Regions from separate parts of the Pan troglodytes genome. Here region 2 is linked to region 1. A link is a contact called in public capture Hi-C data. All regions are on one chromosome and are shown on one strand. Each heading gives the region's core, a stretch centred on a gene start, on an enhancer-like site or on the middle of the called end of the contact. The rest is flanking DNA. Distances are from core to core; before and after follow the strand shown. Region 1 overlaps LOC129136803. Region 2 has its middle 130 kb from the start of TNFRSF19.

Region 1 (4,442 bases), core at 628-3,127:
TTATCAGGCATCTGTGTCAATGTGGATGATCTAACTGTGGTTAACTTCATGAAGAAGCAAGATATTTGATTCTCATCTGTTTAAAGAAACAATCTGTTTCTTCTAAAAGTATATACTCTAAAACACAAACCACTTAGCTGGGAAATAAAAGATGTTTATGCTTTATCATTTATATAAGCCTGGCCTTTCTCCAAAATGATTTTGATATAGCTTACAACAAAAAAAGTGTTAGGCTTAATAAAAGAAGAATGGAAATGGAAACTAAGGATCAACAGAAAAGAGTATCACAAATATGGTAATACTAGCATATGGTAATATTATTTCTGTATTTGAGTGTAAAACGTGGCTGTGAGCTTCCTGGAGGCCAAGGCAAAAATAGAGACAAGAGCAACGTGCATAATATCATTAGCAGACAGAAAGATCATGTGACTTTTTAATTTTTTTCCCAGAAACTGAATCTAAAAAGAATCGCTCTATATAATGACTCATATATATGGTTTTAAGTGAAAAAATGATGAACACTGTCCTCCATGAGAGTTTTTGCACAAATTGAAGGAGGTAAGAACTGATATTGAAGCACAACTCAGTGAAGTTAATCCTGTCAGGCTAGGCTCATACAAGAAAACTTCTGACAGAATCCTAGAATTCCGGCAAATGCAGGCATGGAATGAGAGATTCCTATTCCATCTGCCTCGTTGTGCCTGGGGCCAGGCCTGAGTGTTGAAGACAGCTTTTTCCAATATAAGATCAAATGAGATTGTTCATAACAGGAGTCTGCAGGAATATGGTACCTCTGATTTGAAATGATGGATGATTTTCATCAGCCGTGTATCTGCTTCCTTGGCAGCACCCCAAGCGCAGACCCCAGGCTGTTTCAGTGTGTCATCTGGCAGGCCCAAACAGAGGATGTCTCAATTGTACATGTGTAACACAGCTTTAATTCATAATTTCATTTCTGGATGGAATTTTGAGCAGATGGGCATTGCTGTCCTTTTTAATGGTAAAAAATCAATGAAAGACACCGTGGTTTTGAAATTAATGAGCACTTGAAAAATACCAGCTTTGTTTGGCTTTGCGTTTTCTTTTTTCCTCTCCTCCTAAGTTGTTTGCAGCAAAATATTCAATTGAAAACTCAACATGTCCACTGCCTCCCAAAAAAAAAAAAATTATGTGGAAAGTCTCCACTAACAGGAAGAGAGAAGTTCTTCACAGTTTGGTTTTATTTTTCAATGATAGTCATTACCTCATTTTTAAAGCATTTATAATAAATTAAGCAAGTAACACTTGTGTACCAGTTTCTAATCAGTTTCTAATGTGCCTGGAACTTGCTGGGCTACAAAGAAAAGGATCAACTATTTTTTTTTCTGCACCCAAAGATATTGCAATCTTATCGGAGAAGGGAAACTGAGGCATGTGTTACAGTTAGAGGACTAGGAAGCACTAATCTGTGTCAAACTCCAAAGTGCAAATTCAAAGGAAAGACCATTGTTGGAGGGAGTGATCCGGAAGAATTCCTAGCCCTTACCTGTCTCAGTCATGCTTCTTGCCAAAGAAAAAGAGAAATCTCCAAGTATCTTAATGCTTTCAGCGCTTCTCCAATCTGACAGATATTTACTCAGATTCGAACTGACTGCCCAAGCTTCACTGCAGCTCCTCGTTTCCTGTTAGATCTTTTTAAAAATCTTTGCTTAAAACATTGAAGGCTGAACGATGAGCAAGAAAATCTTGCCTGTGAATAAGACACTGGGAACTGCACAGAATCAACATCAGCTCACAAGCTCATCATCTCACGCACGGATTCCTGAGCACATTCTCGCATTCTTGCTCTTAATCCTCCCTTGGCGACCTTCTACTCAGACATCATCTTTTATGCAGAGAAGCAGGCACGTTTCTCATCATTAATTCTGTTCTCAGCCAGGTGTGTAGCCACAGAGCATACAGACCACAGGATGATGTGAGCACCCCAGGATGTAAATTTGTGCGGAGTAATTACAGCTCAGGCTTCTTACACAGCTTTGGCCACATCAGGACATGAAGCTGTCTTGCAAATTGCGGGTGTGTCTAAGCTCTTAAGCACATGTGAACTTTAACGCACGTGCATTCCCTACTCACATACACAATACAAGCATGCCACACACTCACAATCCAATTGGCTAACTATGGTTATTAACAGGAAAGAACAATTAATGGTCCTTGTGGTTATAGTTTTGTTTGAATTTTCGCCTCATCAAAAATGTAACAACCAACTAAAGCAGGCTTTCCTCCTTTTTTCCTAGTGAAAGCATATTGACTTTCCTGACTTCTTATGACCACATTTGAGGAAAGGAGTAAGCACTGGAATCACCAACACAGCATGCTTACGGAGGGTGGTCGCCAGCTTCATCAGCCTCCCAATTCCACGGAGCCCCTTGAAAATCCAGGAGCGCAGACTGGCCACAGTAGAGATTTAATAGGTAAGACCTTGGATTCAATGGACAGATCTCCTACAGTTCCTGATATCAGCCCCTATCAGAAATTATATTTTACTTTGTGTATTTCACATATTTCAAATAGAAGGGGTCAAGACTAATAGTGACCAGTCTTCATCCATTTGATAAACCTTTATTAAACACAACTGCAGCTTTGTTCTAGGCAGCATGAATGGAATGATTTACAAACTGTTGCTGCTCTTTGGGCAGTCACTGTTTTATAGGGGAACTCGAGAAGCAGTCAGGAAGGAAGGTCTCGGAGGAGATGGCCCTGAAACTGAATCAGACTTTAAAAGATAAGTTGGTCAACAGGATTGGAGGGAGGGAGGGAAAAGAAGGTTTTGAAAGATAGATCTTTCAGAAAAAGCAAATAACTTGGGCACAGACATGGGCACAAAAAGGAAAAGAAAAGCCAGGGCATTCAGAGCATTGCAGAACATTTTGCATGACTGAGTATAGGAAGCAAGAGAGGTCTTTTGAGAAATACGACTGGAGAGGTGATGAGGGGCCAGATCTTGCGTTACACAAAGAACCTCTTATGCCACACAAAGGAATTTGGATTTTTTTTTTTCCTTTTAGGCATAAGGAAGCCATTGAAGGGTTTTAAACAGGAACAATGTAATCAGATTTACTCTTTGGAAATAAGATCTCCTGGTTAGTTAATGAACTCATATTTCTTTTTTTCTATGTTAACCATTGTTTTATTGTTTGGTCTTTAGACTCTATTATTGATTGAAATGCCAAAGTGATGGGAGTCAAGCGGCTTTGCCACTTAACCTTCCAAAGTTTGTTTCATTTGCTTTTAAAATAGTTATTATATTACGTGCTTTGCCTTATTAGTTTTGTGTACAATTAAAGCAAGATAAAGGCAGAGAAACTAGCTTGTAGTGCTATTGCTATGGACACCATTAGTTGATGTCAGAACAATTACAGATGAATCAATATTTACTATTGGACCAATTACAGACAAAACCAGAAAAGATTAGATCTAGCACAAACTTTATAAACTATTGAGCCTTTCATTTTATTTTGCATTTAAAAATCCTTACATCAGAGATTCTGAATTCTTTTATCAGGGGTGTGGCCTGTGCATTGAGAGTTTTTAAAGCTCTCCAGGTGATTTTAATATGCAATTAGATTTGAGAACCATGATTTTAGTCTTAAGGGGCTTTAGAAGTAAATGTCTTTAAATTCTGTGATAATACATCATTCATAGGCTATTCAGGCTGTACTAAAACATACAGAAAAAACAAAGACAATTATTGAGTTCATTTTATGAAGCAAGAACAATCTTAATGACAAAAGATAAAAACCTTTAAAAAGATGCGAAGCTATGATCTTTTTATGAATATAGATGTAAAATCACAAAATATTATAAAAATATTTTAACCACATATTAAAAGAGTAGGCTAAATAGAATTTACTTTAGGAATTGAAGAATGGTTTAATATTGGGAAATTTATTATTGTAATGCCTGGGCAACAGAGTGAGACTCCGTCTCCAAAAAATAAAGAAAAGAGAAAATGCGAAGTTTAGTCTCAAGCTGAGACTAAATATTTGCAAATCGTGTCTGAAAAAGGACTTGCATCAGAATAGAGAACTCTTATCACTCCATTAAAAAAAGACAATTCAAAATGTTGAGCAAAAGATATGAACAGATAATTCACCAAATAATATATTATGATAGCAGATAAGCATATGAAAAGTTGCTCAACATTATCAGTGCTTAAAGAAATGCGAACTAAAACCATACTGAGATACTATGACACACACACTAGAATGTCTCTAATCAGAAAAACTGAAAATATCGAATTCTGGTAAAGATTTAGAGGAACTGGAATCCTTATACATTGCTGGTGGGAATGTAGAAAAGATACAGTCACTTTGGAAAACAGTTTGTCAGTTACTCAGTACGTTAAATACATCCACTTCTAAATATCTACACAGAGAAATGAAAATGTATGCTTAGACAAA
Region 2 (4,755 bases), core at 2,041-4,540, 230 kb after region 1:
TTCAAGCAATTCTCCTGCCTCAGCATCCCAAATAGCTGGGACTACAGGTGCGCACCACCATGCCTTGCTAATTTTTTTGTATTTTTAGTAGAGACGGGGTTTCACCATGTTGGCCACGATGGTCTTGATCTCCTGACTCGTGATCTGCCCGCCTCGGCCTCCCAAAGTGCTGCGATTACAGGCGTGAGCCACCGTGCCCAGCCCCAGCTAGGACTTTCTTAGCTAGGGAGAAGTCAATGCCTGGCTTCAAAGATTCAAAGGACAGGCTGACTCTCTTGTTAGAGGCTTATGAAGCTGGTGACTTTAAGTTGAAACCAATACTCAATTACCGTTCTGAAAATCCTAGGGCCCTTAGGAATTATACCAAATCTGCTCTGCCTGTGTTCTAGAGATGGAAAAACAAAGCCTGAATGACAGCATATATTTTTGCATCATGGTTTACTGAATATGTTAAGCCCACTGCTAAGACCTATTGCTCAGAATGAAAGATTGCTTTCAAATTACTACTGCTCACTGACAATGCACCTGATCACCCAAGAGCTCTGATGGAGGTGTACAAGGAGATAAATGTTGTTTCCTGCCTGCTAACACGGCATCCATTCTGCAGCTCATGAATCAAGGAATAATTTTGACTTTCAAGTCTTATTACTTAAGAAATACATTTTGTAAGGCCATAGCTTCCATAGGCAGTGATTCCTCTGATGGATCTAAGCAAAGTAAACTGAAAACCTTCTGGAAAGGATTCACCATTCTACGTGCCCTTAAGTGCATTTGTGATTCATGGGAGGAGGTCAAAATATCAACATTAACAGGAGTTTGGAAGAAGCTGGTTCCAGCCCTCATGGATGACTTTAAGGAGTTCAACACTTCAGTGGAGGAAATAACTGCAGATGTGGTGAATTAGAGAATTAGAATGAGAAGTGGAGCCTGTAGACGTGATGCAATTGCTGCAGTCTCATGATCAAACTTGAATGAATGAGGAGTCACTTCTTATGAATGAACAAAGAAAGTGGTTTCTTAAGATGGAGTCTAGTCCAAAGAAGATGTTGTGAACATTGTTGAAAGAACAGCAAAGGATTTAGGATACTTCATAAACTTAGTTCATGAAGCAGCAGCAGAGTTTGAGAGCATTGACTCCAATTTTGGAAGAAGTTCTGGTTGTCTTTTTTTTTTTTGAGATGGAGTCTCACTCTATTGCCTAGGCTGGAGCGCAATGGCACAATCTCAGCTCACAGCAACCTCTGCCTCCTGGGTTCAAGCGATTCTCCTGCCTCAGGCTCCCGAATAGCTAGGATTACAGGCACGTGCCATCACACCTGGCTAATTTTTGTATTTTTAGTACAGACGGGGTTTCACCATATTGGCCAGGCTGGTCTCGAACTCCTGACCTCAAAGTGATCTGCCTGCCTCGGCCTCCCAAAGGTGCTGGGATTACAGGCATGAACCACTGTGCCTGGCCATTATTGTCATATTTTAACAAATTGCCACAGCCACCCCCGCCTTCAGCAACCACCACCACCACCCTCATCAACATCAAGGCAAGACCCTCCACCAGCAAAAAGATTATGACTTGCTAAAGGCTTAGATGATTATTAGCATTTTAAGCGATAAACTATTAATTAAGGTACATACTTTTTTAAAGACATAATGCCATTGCACACTTGTTAGACTACAGTATAATGTAAACATAACTTTTCTTGGCACTGGGAAACCAAAAAACTTGTGTGAATCACTTTATTTCAATATTAACTTTATTACAGTGGTCTGGAATGCAATCCACAATATCTCTGAGTATGCATGTATATATAATTAAGTCCTGAATATAAATATGTCTATATGGAGACACAGAAAGGAAAAATAGCTGCCTTAGGATCATTTCCGTCATTGTGTTATCACCATAAGCCACCAATGTATGTATTGAGCACATAATCTGTTTCAGGCATACATAATCTGCGTCCTTCACTTTTTCGGCACTAACTGTCATGGTTATTGGACATTGGGTTGCAGTACTTAGGAAGAACCAGCAGCGTAGGGATTTAGTTCCCATTGTCCCATGGCTGAGATCCTTCCCTGGAGTTACTGACTCCCAGGCTGAAGCAACTGAAGCTCTCAGTTTCATGTGGGACATGAGATCCCAAAATGGCAGACACAAGCAAACCATCTTCAATGTCTGACATGAGATGTGTGAAGATCAAATAAGGTTCCTTATTTTAAAATGCCTGTTGTAAACCTATTGAGACTCATTTGTTCTTATATCAAAATGACTCTAAAGATACTGAGATAAATGGTTAGCATAGAGTAGAAGGAAAGCATAATATTGAGAACAATGTCCAAAGGGCTGGAATCAAAGCCAGAAAATATTGAGAGAGTCTAAAGGCATTAAGGATCCCATTTTATAAGGGGTGAAGATTTAGGCCCTTCTGGATAGAAGAATCCCTGTTTTATTGTTGAAGATCTTGGAGGAAGAGAACTCCCCTTTCCCAACGCAGGAAACCTTCCTTTGTCCCTGTCTCATGCCTCAAGATAATTATTGGGAAGCTTTTTCTCAAATCTAAATGCCACCCCTTACTCTGGTATTAACCGATTTACACCCTGTAAGAGAGATGGGAAATAGAATTAGTCTTCCTCTGTGATGTAATAACTTCTCACCCACAAGAAGAACACAGGGCATTCCAAGTGAAGCAGCCCCAGTTATTTCACGTTTTCATCACAGATCCTATCTCCAAGTCCTTCCATCAGCTTCAGTGATGGGTCGTGGTGGGCAGGACCTGGAGGAACAGTCCTGTCTCAGCCAGGAGAAGACCGATCGATTGCTGTCAGCCCCATGGTAGGGTTAATTCCCTCTGACACTGCCTCCCCTTGGAGGAGCCTGGGGTGGGTGGCTGTCCATTAGCTGAAACTAAATCAGACTCCCACTCAGGAGGAGAAGATGATGTAAATAGCAAAAGGCGGTAATTAATGGCAGTAAATAAAGGGAGGTCAATGTGGAAAAAATGCAAGTTATTACACCAAGGAGGACAAGAATCCCAAACATAGTTATTAATGGCAAGGAGATAAAGTATTTGGAAAATACAAACACTGAAAGAGACCTCAGGGGAATGAAAACGGTCAACAAATTATATGTGAGCTTGCAACGTGATACAGCCGAAACAACCACACGAAACACAAATAATTCTGAATTGCATAGTTGAGGTATCAAGTCATGGACTGAGGAAGCAAGCGATCTCCCCACAAGCCCCCAGAGACCACAGCCAGGGCCTTCGGACAGCAGAGAGGTTTAGATGCACTGGAGGGGCCTGGAAAGAAAGCAACCGCAAAGGGCCAGGCGCAGGAGGGCTGGACTGAGCAGAACCAGAAGAACTTGTGCAAGCGGTGACTAAGAGCCGTGGCCACTGCCCAGGCCAGCAGCCAGACACAGCGGCCAGCAGCTGGACATAGAGGCCATAACTGAGGGTGCTGGGCCATGGCTGTGGGGACACCTGGGAGCCTCAGGGCCATCAAGATGGCCCTCACAGCACAGCAGGTGCCCTGGCAGGCATGCAGCATTGCAATCTGGAACAGGGTCTGCACAGCAGGGCGCTCATAAGCCCCTAAGAGCTCCAGGTGTGTTCAGTGAGAGAGGGACTGGGGTTCTGTGCAGGGCTTTCCAGACTGTCACTGTCAGGACACCACCTCTGAGAGGAGAGGCTGAGCCGCTCAAGGACTGCACAGCCTGTGCCCACTCGCACACCCGGACCCTGACTTTTGTGAGGGCTTCATGATACAGACTGTTCCTCACTTGGAGTCCACCCTCAGCCCCGCACCGTGCTCAGGCCTGGTCTTTCTATAATTTCCTGTGATCCGCTTTCTGCCCATGTTTTCGAAATAGCCAAGAGAAGTGCCTAAAGCAGTGGTGGGCAGAAGGGACCACAGACAGCGCAGAGGGTGGGGAGCTCAGGGAGGCCCGGCTTATGGGGGCCCAGGCAGCTCAGGCACAAGAGCCACTGCCCTGAGCACCCATGAAAAACAGGTCCCCCTCCATGCCCCGCACCTGCTGCCAGGGCTTGTACTGTGCAAGCCACTCTTTCATGCTTTCAGCAAATACTTCTTGAGCTCCTGCATGCCTAGCCTGTGCTAGATGCTTAAAATGCGAACAATGGAAAGCAGGAGCCTCAGCGGGGCCACAGGAACAGGGGGATGGAGGTGAACGTCGAGGTTACAGCGCCAAGAGGTGAGTGCGAGAACTTGGAGGTACAGGGAAGCCGCCGGCCCAAGCCTACAGGGGAGACTCGAATAGAGCAAGCAATGTGAAGGTTCTTGCAGAAGGAGTGGAGTCTACCCAGCAGAGGAAGGGGTGAGGTCCGCCAAGGCAGAGAGGGCAGCTCTCCGAAGGTGTGAAGTATAACATCCGAATGAAAAGTGGGGAGGCTGGAGTCACACTGGCTGTGTGGCCCCCAGCAAGCTGCTTAACTTCTCTGTGCCTAAGCATCACATCTATGAAATATGGATTACAAATAGGCTGGACCCAGTGGCTCTCAGCTGTAATTACAGTGGAGGATTGCTTGAGGCCAGGAGTTCTAGACTAGCCTGGGCAATAGAGCCAGACACCATCTCTACAAAAGTAAAAATTAAAAAGTAGCTGGGCATGGTGATGCCCCTCTGTAGCCCCAGTCACTCATGAGGCTTATGTGTGTTAGTGTACGTAGAACCCTTAGAACCCTGTCTGAGACACACAAAAGAACTCGTTAAATATGAGCGATTGTTTTTTCTACAATG

Evidence for each region. Capture Hi-C pulls out chosen DNA fragments and counts their contacts.
Region 2: a capture Hi-C map of stem cell-derived neural stem cells shows a contact between it and region 1, with 5 times the contacts expected there. The contact joins two enhancer-like sites. A contact is called at or near these places in 4 of 7 Hi-C or Micro-C datasets (blood, induced pluripotent stem cells and stem cell-derived neural progenitor cells) and 1 of 1 other capture datasets (stem cell-derived neural stem cells).

Annotation. Positions count from the first base shown.
Region 1 is chr14:22,656,879-22,661,320 of NHGRI_mPanTro3-v2.0_pri, forward strand. It overlaps LOC129136803, which reads left to right. Exons shown (of 4, transcript XM_063792168.1): 3 at 2,277-2,453. Among named protein-coding and RNA genes, the nearest start is that of SACS, 36 kb to the left of the region's middle. Within about 2 kb of position 1,878, at least 2 of the 24 cell types and tissues checked have an H3K27ac peak or open chromatin away from gene starts, as enhancers often do. A contact at or near this core is called in stem cell-derived neural stem cells, where this site is marked.
Region 2 is chr14:22,885,136-22,889,890 of NHGRI_mPanTro3-v2.0_pri, forward strand. No RefSeq gene overlaps it. Among named protein-coding and RNA genes, the nearest start is that of TNFRSF19, 130 kb to the left of the region's middle. Within about 2 kb of position 3,291, at least 4 of the 24 cell types and tissues checked have an H3K27ac peak or open chromatin away from gene starts, as enhancers often do. A contact at or near this core is called in stem cell-derived neural stem cells, where this site is marked.